Regions from separate parts of the Zea mays genome. Here region 2 is linked to region 1. The links are chromatin contacts, called in public Hi-C maps. All regions are on one chromosome and are shown on one strand. Each heading gives the region's core, a stretch centred on a gene start, on an enhancer-like site or on the middle of the called end of the contact. The rest is flanking DNA. Distances are from core to core; before and after follow the strand shown.

Region 1 (5,301 bases), core at 1,045-3,544:
GCAGCTCGGCTCGGCTCGGACCGACTCGACGCTCATAACGAGCCCGAGTCGAGTCTGTTTTTGTGGCTCATGAAAACAGCGAGCCAGCTCGGCTCGGCTCGGTGCAGCTCGCGAGCTGGCTCGTGGCTTGACCCAACAACAATTTATTACATAAAATAATAATTAGCTTATAATATTAGTATCAAGTAGACAATAATTTATGTTATTTGAGACTACTATACAAAAATAAATTTATTTTCTATATTATATTAGTGATATATATGTTATTTAAATATTTTTAAGATTTTATATTATAATTTAGAGAGTAGATTTACGTTTATGACTAGGCTCGTTGGCTCGGCGAGCCGCGGAGCGAACCGAGCCGCTTTTCCGAGCTCGCCAGATGGACGAGCCGAGCCGCAGCGAGCCGAGCCGAGCTCCTCATTGCTGAGCGCAGCCCTCACTAATGTGCAACGTCCACGCCGCGGCGCATGTCTCCACTCGTGCCCAGCACCTTCCTCATTGACGCTGCCTCCACTAAGCAACCGAGATAGGGGGGGTCGAAGCACCACCTCGACGTCGCCGGAACGCTTCAACGCGAAGCATACCGCCGTGCCACCATGGCGAAGAAGGCAAGCCCTGCCAAGGCCTCTCTTGGCTGCACCACCACGATGCCGCCGTGAGATGCGTAGAGCCACCGAGGAGAACAGAGCCCTAGGGTGCGCGTGTCGGACCCGCGACCGTTGGACCTTGCCGCCCCGGACGACAACGATCTTCCCGAGAGGCAGCGCCTGCCCAGATCCACCGGAAGGAGGGAAAGGGGCCGCCGCTGCTGTCATCGTGGGCCGCACGGGCTTCCGGTGCTCAGGCGGCGGCTGGGGTTCGCTCGGGTCGCCTAGCACAGGGACGGCCGAGCGCAAGGATACACATGTGTGTGTTCTACGTTGTGTAAAAACCACATACCTCTGCTTTATTATGGCTACTTCCTTATATAATAAAACAATCCCATCTCGTCCAAACAGATCGTTTGATTTGAATTGCCAAAACATGTATCGTCTCTCTAAAAAAACGTGTAATTACTGCAATAACTTGCATACCAACATAACATTAGTAGACTCATTTTCATTATTGCGCAAACAATTGGCAACAGATCAAATCTCTTCTCGATATTTTCTTTTTCTTTTTACCATCATTAATTGCATACTCCTCTATGATATGAGCATATACCATAAGATCTAACTAGAGGCATACAGTGAAAAAAAAACTTCCAATATATGGACAAAATAAACAAACCATCTCCTGGCTCGGGTTGCTATCTGGATGCCGCTAAAATACCCCCAAGTCGCTAAATTTACTTCCAGCGTCCTTGCACTAGTGTCTAGTGTGGCACCACGGGGGTGCATCATCGGCCGCATAATCTGAAGAATGTCGCGCTTTGGTCCGTTCCGTCCATTTCAGTTTCAGGTTGCCCAGCCTCCTTTCTCCCGAACCAGATTCATTGATGATCCTGTCCGCCACCACTGACGAGGGCGCGTAGGTTTGCTGCTCGTCAAGGTGGCCCGCCTATCTGGAGTTATGGACAGAGTCAGGTGCACATGGATCAAGCAAGCTAGTGTGGTGTAGTACACTACTGTATGAAGAATTGAAGACTCGTTTGTTCCACTTGCACCGCACGGGTCTAGGTCTAGCTAGCTCCCGCACACCTGCGTTTGCTTGCTTTATGGTGCGGCGGGACAGCTAGAACAGACGTCGATCTCCTGACGTTCTCTCTCGTCCTTTCAATTTTGAAGGATAATTAAGAAAAACACTGTCTCAACTCTTGAACCTAAATCAAATAAACTTATTTGAGATCGTTCTATCTCATTCTATCTCGTCATTGTAACCAAACACATCCTTAAATCCTGTGCCAGGCCAGTCCATCCTCCCGTCCGCGGCGAGGGTCAGGGCGCTCACCAGTCACCCACCAACGGGAACTGCTGAAGAACGCGGACTGCAATAAACGCAACAAGAAAGTTTTTCCAAGGCTTGTGGCTCCCCACCCCCGTCCTCTCTCGTCCTCGTTGGTCAGTGGGTGGGGGTGGCTATGGCTTGCTTCCTCGCTCGCAGCTCGATCGGTGTCACTGTGGGGCTAGCTAACTAACTATGTACTCCTATTCAGTAGCGTTAGTTCACACGGCGTAAGCGCTTGCTTGTCCCTGGGCCATTTGACCGTGCCATGGCCACTATATACGCTAGAAACGAGAGTTTGGTTATCGTCGTGTGCAGGGGTACTTGGGTTCGCCTATAAAAAGCGGTTCTTGGTGCGCTCTACAGCTCACTTCTAGAGTTTAGCTATAGCCTCACTGCTAGAGCGCCGCCATGGCTCAGGTAAGGGGCAGTGCTCGTGGCACTGGCAGTGGCAGCAGCGCCGCCGCGCTGGCGCTGGTCCTCCTGTGCGCGCTCCTCCGCGGCGAGTTCGCCGAGTCGGCGGTGTACACGGTCGGCGACCGCGGCGGGTGGAGCTTCAACACCGCCAGCTGGCCCAACGGCAAGCGTTTCCGCGCCGGCGACGTCCTCGGTGACCAGTGATGCATCCCATTTTCCATGGATGGCTGCGTACGTAGCCCAGCTTAATCTGACCCTCTGATGGTGTGCACGCGCGCGCGCGTTCATGGCTTCATGCAGTGTTCAGGTACGACGCCAGGGCGCACAACGTGGTGCCCGTGAGCGCGGCGGGGTACAGCTCGTGCAGCGCGCCCGAGGGCGCCAGGGCGCTCGCCACCGGGAACGACCGCGTCACGCTGAGGCGCGGCGCCAACTACTTCATCTGCAGCTTCCCAGGCCACTGCCAGGCCGGCATGAAGGTCGCCGTCACCGCCGCCTAGGCACTGCAGGGCGGCCAATCAGCCGGCGGAGAGCGCCGCGCTCACGGAGTAGTAAAGCACGTAGCTAATTAGACGGTGCTGCCCTTGTTGTTCAATAATATCGTCTGTCGTCCCGTACTTCATAACCTGCGCGGCGTGTTAGTAGTTGTTTGGTGGTGTTTGGCGACTGGCACTATAAAGAAGGGTCAGATCGAGTGATGTACTTGCTACCAATAAAGGTATACGGTTTGTGTGTTCACTCGATGTTATATATACGTCGCCCTATTCCAAACCTATAGAGAGCTAATGGCTAATAAGTTGTAAGTTAGGTTGAGAAGTATAATTAATAATTAGCTAGTCCAACGACTGACCCATTCAGTCATTCTAAAATTCTCAGCTAAATTTAGTGTCTAACTATTAAATTTAGAGGTTTAGAACAAGATCTAAGTGGTGCTTGTTTAAGCTCTACAAAACAAAAATAAAAAATTACGATTCCAATGTTGGGTGCGAGGATGACGTTGAATTGTAAACACAACCTCAGACTATCCATAACGGTTCCCTCTACGTCATCCCTATATACCTAATTTTTTCTCTATCCTCTAAAGATTCCATCCCCTGAATCATGTTTCTTGTGGGATCCTGTTTTATCCGAGTTGAACCCTATTTATTCCACATTTAAAAAACCCTATTTATTCCACATTTAAAAAAAATGCGGGATGGACCCAATATATATTAGTGTATTAGCTAAAGCCGTATATCCTTATGTGATAAATTATAGCACAAGAAATCATTCTAGCCATTGGACGTCTTCAATGAAAAGTAGCCAAAAGGCTCAAATAACATTGACCATAGCTTTATACACGCCACTAGCAAACTAACAACAATAAAACATTGCTCTTTTATACTTAATTGTTTCGTAGTGTTATCCTCCCAGTCAATCACGTACTAGTTATCTATTAATATTAAACTTAATATTTTCGTTCTCGTTCGTTTTTCATACACCTGTTTATCCTACTTCATTCCCGACTATTTCAAATCCGTTACCAGTGAAAAAAAATGCGAAAACGGAAAGGGATTTTCCCATCCGTTTCGGTTCGTCCTTGTGCCTATCAGCATGCTCCTCCACGGCGAGCTCGCCGGGTCGACGGTGTACACGGTCGGTGGAACTTCAGCTCCGCCAACTGGCCAAAGGGCAAGCGCCATAACTCGTCATTACATAAGTGACAACAAAAAAATCATCGTAAAGGACCAGCTTTATCAATGTGTGTTCCCTAATAATTTGTATAATAACACTACAGATCGAACACGCTTATGTGTTATGTCCATCATCTATTCGTCTGCATCACAGCAGCAGAGCGAGCGACGCTGTGAAATTTGTTCACAGAACGGAGTCATCAAAGCTCCAAGCTCGGGTATTATTACTGGTTACGGGCAGCCGTGAACCTCCTCTGGGAAGGCGTTGCCCTTCTGCTCACAACATGCTTGCGCGCACCCTCGTACGGCAAGACCTCGTCGTCCTCGTCTTGCTTGGTGCTTCTACGCTTGGTGGTAACAAGAATATCATCCAGACCGTCAGAGCCTCTGCTCTTGGCAGTGGTGGTTCTCTGGTCCGGTTTCGACCTCATGCTTGCCCCACGCTTCTGGAACCAGGCATTGTCATCATCGTCATCGCTCTTCTGATCAATATAGTCGAATCTTCTAAACTTGCCAGCCCCTCTGGTTTTTCTCAGTCCCCGCTGACTATCTCGGGTATCATCCTCGGGGCGGTCCTGATTGCACTTCTTGCAGATAGCGTTGCGTCGGAAGTTAACAAAGTCGCATCTGTAAAGGGAGGCAGTGTCTGATTAGCATGTGAAGACTTGAGAAGGTAGCATAGAAGATTAAATTGCCACATACGAGGGGCACTCCCACTCTCCAGGATTGAGTTGCCTCTTCGGGTGAGGTTCTTCACATTTAAAACATATCTTGTTGCGAGAGAAGTTCATAAACTGACACCTAGAAGGCACAGACAGGGTGATGCAAATCAAACGGTGCTGGAAAGAAATGGAAAAAGAATGGTATAATGTAAGGTGCAAGTTACTGTGTGCAGATCCAATCGCCCATTTTCATTGCATCCACGGCCGCTTCTATCTTCTTTGGTCCATCTGCTTTGCATTCGAGACAGTGACGATTGCGAGCAAAATTTAAGAAGTTACAGCTGCAAAAGATGAGGGGAGTTTTAGAACATAATAGCACACAAAATGGCACTACCTTGGTATGATAGTATTAAGAAAAAGTGTAGAATGATCATACAAAGAAGTATCATAAATATTGGTTTTGAGGATACTGTCATCATCTACAATGAGGATTTACACATCAAGATATCGCCCATGGATTTTAAGTTGACTTGAAACAGTTTTGGTTATGTACTTCACCATCTAAGATTTTTGCATCATCTATGGACATTAGGTCGAAAATTCTCTAAATACTAGACACGGTT
Region 2 (5,301 bases), core at 1,779-4,278, 280 kb after region 1:
TCCTGCTTGTGTACTGTTTCAAGTTAATAGTGCTATGGCTTTTTGTGTACAGTTTTGAGAATCTTTCTCCTGCGTCAAGGTATGCATTCAGCTTACATGTAATTGATACTGAAGGATGTGAATGGTCCAAAGACAACTGGTTAGTTCATAGTGGCACTATTGAAGGATTCTTCTTTTACTGTTCTGTTTTGGTTTTCCATTACGTCTATAAGGTCTTGGCATAATTGATTATCTGCGTTATTTGAGTTTAAAAATCCTTCTAAATTCTGTCCTCAATATTGAATCGGGTGTGGCTAGCACTGTTTTCCTTCTGAAGTCAAGCTTGTGACAACTGAATAATTATCTCATTGGTATGTTCGTGTGGTAGTTTGCACTTTTCACTAAACCAAAACATGTTAGTGCTTGGTAACCACATTGACAAACAATATAACACATTTTGTGCATCAATTTCCCATTTGATTATTAGGTTTATTCTGTATCTTATTAAGGTGGCGACCTACACACTTACAATAATATGATGTTTCAGTTGACAATGTTGCTGTTTGGTCAGTTGATAATATCTGTAACGTGTAAAGTAGGAGGATAAGGTTAATGTTTCAGAAGTATAGATACACTCACCTTTGGTTATGAAACGAGGCGACTAGTTTCTACGCATTGCTGAACATGTACGCCTCATGCACACGCTAATGATGCACATAAGGGGGCTAAAAATTACAAAAAATAGTGTTATGACTAAAAATTCTACTATATATGCACCCCTTATAGCATAAGTTTATGCACCCACGAGGCAATTGCACCTACGTCCAGTCTGCTTGAGCTTCACCACTGATGCACATTTAGTGTTGACATTAGTTTTTATATTCCCTTCGTTTTTCTGACAATTTCTTTTGTTTTATCAGGATACAGAGGAAAACGGCCCCTGAACCGCTGTATGTGTCTTAGCAAAACCAGATAATCAGTAGTGCAGTAAAACAACAGAGATTCCCAGCAAGTGATTTGTGGATCGCTTCCTTACACAATAAAATGGGGAGTCAAGCTGAGCCATGCTGTTTCTGTTTCGCCCGTAAACACGTAAGTTGTAGGTGCTATTTGGTTCACATTGTAACGTGATGGGTAATTGATAACGTTAAATCATGTTTGTTTAGGTCCAACCATAATCAGATCCCACACTAAAAACTGATACCAACATATTCAAACTTATTGCCGATGTCACTTGAGTGTCAATCATTACCATTTACGTTGTATTCTGTGAACCAAACGGCACCGTAGATACTCTTGCCACTGTAGTGCCCTCATTTGCATTTTATGTTTTTTCTTCGCATCCAATAAATCTCCAGTTATTACTATTGTGCCGCATTTGTTGGTGCTAAATGAAGGGAGCAACACAAGCTCACTCCTCCCCATTTGATCAGGGAATGCTGCCCTGCTCTTCGGCGCAGGCGTGCAGCTGCTCTGTTCTGTTCTTAGGCGTTCACCTTTTGCAGTTTTGGTCATTCCTGACTGCTGTCTGCTGAGCTTATGAGGGTATGACGGACACAACGAGCTACTAGTTCAATATTTGTATGCATGAAGCATCCGAAGGACGTACTTGGCAGCAATGAGTGTCGAGGCCAAACGTTTCAGTGGGTGCGCCGCGGCTGCCCTCTCAGTCCCAGAAACAGACAAGTACAAGATCCTTAATCGAAGTACACGCTCTGTATTATTCATCATTTGCAACAGCGTAAGCTACAGTTGTGTGGACTGTAGTGTGTCGAATACGGATTCTCCAAGAAACCAAAACCAGCAAGAGGAAACTTTCTTTATACTTGTACGGTAATACAGTGTGATAGGGACACGAGTTGCTTAAAACCAAAGAAGCTTTCTTTAAGGAGTGATCTCCATATATCTTGTCGTCGGTTTAGGCCGCCGGGCTGAGGGACTGGGAGCTAGCCAGCTAGTAGGCACACAACGACACGAGCTGCCATGTGAGCCGACGCCGCCCGGGCCCCCGTCCAGGACGCCGCCACCCTGCCCAAGCACGAAAAAGATGTGTGCCACCCACCAACCGCAGGGCGCAGGCTGCTGTGCTACACATGTCCCTGCGCGCCCACCACGCCCGGCGCCCCGGCGCGTGCGGCTAGGGCTTGTGCAGCACCCTGCCGGCGACGACGGCGGCCTCTATGACGAGCGAGATCACGTCGATGACCTGGTCGATCATGCACCTGTTCCCCTCGAACGTGGACGTGCCCTCCCGCAGCTTGGCCAGGCAGTCCAGCAGCGCCTCGTTGCAGGCCGTGCTCAGGTAGTCCACTGCACATGGTAGTACACAACACGCGCGCAGCAGCCGTCGTCAGCCCACGTCCGTGCGTGCTGTCGAACTGAAGATTCACTACTGGAGCTATAGGAACTGAAGATTCACTACTGGAGCTATAGGAACTGAAGACGACGACTGGAGCAACGCAGACGTACTCTTTGCCTGGACGCAGTTGTCGTGGTGCATGCAGCAGGCGTCCAGCGCGTCGCACGGCGGCTCGCCGGGGCAGCCGCTGTACATGATGCCGCAGTACTTGCCGTACCGCAGGAACGGCGGCGCTGTCGCAAAGAATTAACGCCGGTGAGAGCGGCAGAAGATCATGGAAGAGGCGGGTTAACTGTACGTACTCGTGCAGTGGTCCGACTCGCACGTGCGGCTGCACGCCTGCTGCTTGCTCTGCGCGCGAACCAAAGAGCGCAATTAGCGTACAGGGGAGTGGAGTGGAGCTAGATTAGTGGGCAACGACGTGCTGCATATGCATATGTGTGTGTGTGTGCGTGTGGATGAGCGTGGTGAAAGGCTGAAAGCTATTCCAACCATAATTTAGTCTGCGTACGTACGTACCGCGTCGTCGCCGGCGGACTGGACGCCGACATTGAGCGCGGCGGCGGGCGGCGAGAAGAGGGACGCGCAGACAAGGGTGCCGGCGACCACCGTGAGCCGCCAGGAACTGCCCCGCTCCATCGTCCTCACGGGAGCTCTAGAACGAAGTCTCTCTCTCCCACCGCGCGCTGGCACGCACTAGCTCTCTCTGGTCTGGTCTGGTCTGGTCTGTCGTGACGGCACGGCACGGCCTGCCGTCCCTGGAGAGGCGAGATTATCTAGGGGCGGCGAACTGGTCTCACTCAACTGCAGTTGCGGTGCGGGCTTGCGGCAGTGGCTGGCCAGGCCAGGAGGTGGACAGAAATGCGGGAGGTGAGTGAAGATGGGGCAGGGCGGGCGCGCGTTTGGTCGTATTCATCCCGTGAGCGGACGGGGCCTTGTTGGCTGTGCAGCTCACGGGCGTGCCAGACTGCCAGTTGCCAGCACACAAGAGACACCGCGCCCCCCTGCTGTTGCTGTGCATGCACCAACAGCTTACAGCTGAGCCAGCGCAGCGTGCACTGAGCCAGTGCGACGGGATGGGCCGGGCCGCCGATGCCCTCTTTGTCTTTTGTTGCGTTCAACGGGCTCCGAGTTTATTCTAGGGTTTTGGTTTCTCAGCGTTCATGCTCTCTGGATCTGCCATTGCTGTCACGCCGCGTGGCATGTGTGAGTGCCACTGCCACGTTATTTTTCTTTTCTTTTATTAGAGCATGTTGTAACTAGAACACAATAATACCTGTGTGATACCACACTTACATTACATCAGGGTTTATCAAACCGTTTTCCCGCTAAAAACCGCTAGTCATCGGGAACGGGAAACCGTCCGAAAAACGTCCAAAAACCGCTAACCTGAACGGCTCGTGATTTTAAATTTTGAAAAATGGTTTCTGATGTTTCTCGAGCGGTTTTCCATAGAAAAGGAACAGCTTTTCGTTGTTTCTCACCAAATCCCGGTACACATGTTTTTAAATAAAAAAACAAAATCCAGCGACAAATTGCTAAGAAGCCTTTTTTGACCAAATTTGTTGTTAAAAAAACAATAATGATTGACTTTTTAAAAAGGGAAATCTAAAATAATACTAAAATCTAGTCGTTTACAATGATTTTCCTGTTTTTTTTATTTTTTTTATCAAAATTTCAAAATTTTAAATGAAAATAAAAAAACACATACGGAAACTGGTCCCGGATCGAATCGGGAATGAGAAAAATTACCGGTTATCGTTAAATCCCAAGATTTTCAACTCTCAAATTTCCTGCCTAACTTTCCACATTTTGCCTAACTTTTATGCCTAAGGTTAGTTATTCGATTCGGACGACTAACCTTAGGCAAACTATGACACAGTTAGCCACGAACCAAACATGCTCTTAGGCCGACACTCTATCCACTTAGGGGTGGTAAAGTATCACGATCCAAATACCTTTTCAGAAATATAGGGTCTTAAATAAGTTTTAGTTAAAGAATGAATATAATAAGGTCTGGTCCTAATCTGATCTAATCCTTAAATCTTGTCATTCGACTCTCTCCGCATGTAATTCTCAGGCTACTTAGATTCTCTCCATAATCATATTGTTTTTATAACCAAATTCTCAGAAAAGCTCGTCAAAAAAAAATCAAAGACAGAACCGCTTCTCTTGTGGGCTGTTTGGATTATATTCAGGTCATGAACATGAGAACATCCATGTTCTTATTACTAAATGGAAGCACAATTTTAGTACCACCTAGTAGCCAAATCTTACGGGAGCGTAACTTAAAAACAACTGCTACAATACATAACTTCAGTATTACCTCGTCGCTACAACTCAAGCAACACTTACAAACGACGCGAGATTGAGAGGTAAACTCTGCAGGAGGTCCATAATGGGACGAGCGAACTATTTTTCTTTCTCGTCTGGAAGAATGTCCCTCACATTAGCCTTCTTGTATTTTTCACACTATCATAGCGAATAAAGCTTTACACTCACAATACGCATCACACATGTACTATAGTTTAATGCGTTGTTTGAGGCACATTTTTGAAACTAGCTTAACAAACCGAGTCAATGTCAAATGTTATTTAAAATAAACTTTTTTGATTTAAAGATATAAGAATTTAAACAGTTTTAAATGTGCGTCATCAAACTGCCACGTGACGTCTTCTCACGCCGCCTCGCCTTTCTCTTCCAGCTCTCGCCGTCTATCGTCGTCCTCTTCTGCGCCCGTACGCCCGCCTCGAAAGTCAAAACCCCAGGTGGCGTGCTAAAACCCTTGCCCGCGCGGAGTACACGAGCCCGAGCCTCAGCCCGCTCTCCTCGTCCATGGCGTCCTCAGGGTCCGCCGCTAACCTCTGGGTACTGCTTGGCCTCGGCATCGCGGGCATCCTCCTGGCGGCGCGGCGACTGAGGCGCCCTGCGCGCCCCGACCACGGCGCCTTCATCGCCCGCCT

The links. Hi-C and Micro-C count contacts between places; a contact is called where the count stands out from the background.
Region 2: a Hi-C map of tassel shows a contact between it and region 1, with 2.5 times the contacts expected there. The contact joins the promoter of LOC100191566 here to the promoter of LOC100280893 in region 1. A contact is called at or near these places in 3 of 25 Hi-C or Micro-C datasets (ear, endosperm and tassel).

Annotation. Positions count from the first base shown.
Region 1 is chr5:11,995,243-12,000,543 of Zm-B73-REFERENCE-NAM-5.0, forward strand. LOC100280893 (chemocyanin) reads left to right here and starts at 2,295. Exons shown (of 2, transcript NM_001153813.1): 1 at 2,295-2,536; 2 at 2,644-3,081. The coding sequence starts at 2,338. The coding sequence ends at 2,843. It overlaps LOC100276543, which reads right to left. Exons shown (of 6, transcript NM_001150306.2): 4 at 4,903-5,019; 5 at 4,719-4,817; 6 at 4,058-4,643. The coding sequence ends at 4,241.
Region 2 is chr5:12,274,163-12,279,463 of Zm-B73-REFERENCE-NAM-5.0, forward strand. It overlaps LOC100191566 (Phospholipase A2-alpha), which reads right to left and starts at 3,029. Exons shown (of 4, transcript NM_001136996.1): 1 at 2,858-3,029; 2 at 2,641-2,689; 3 at 2,449-2,571; 4 at 1,782-2,289. The coding sequence starts at 2,977. The coding sequence ends at 2,117. It overlaps LOC109939630 (outer envelope protein 64, chloroplastic), which reads left to right and starts at 4,983. Exons shown (of 9, transcript XM_035958869.1): 1 at 4,983-5,076; 2 at 5,260-5,301. The coding sequence starts at 4,983. It also overlaps the pseudogene LOC103643009.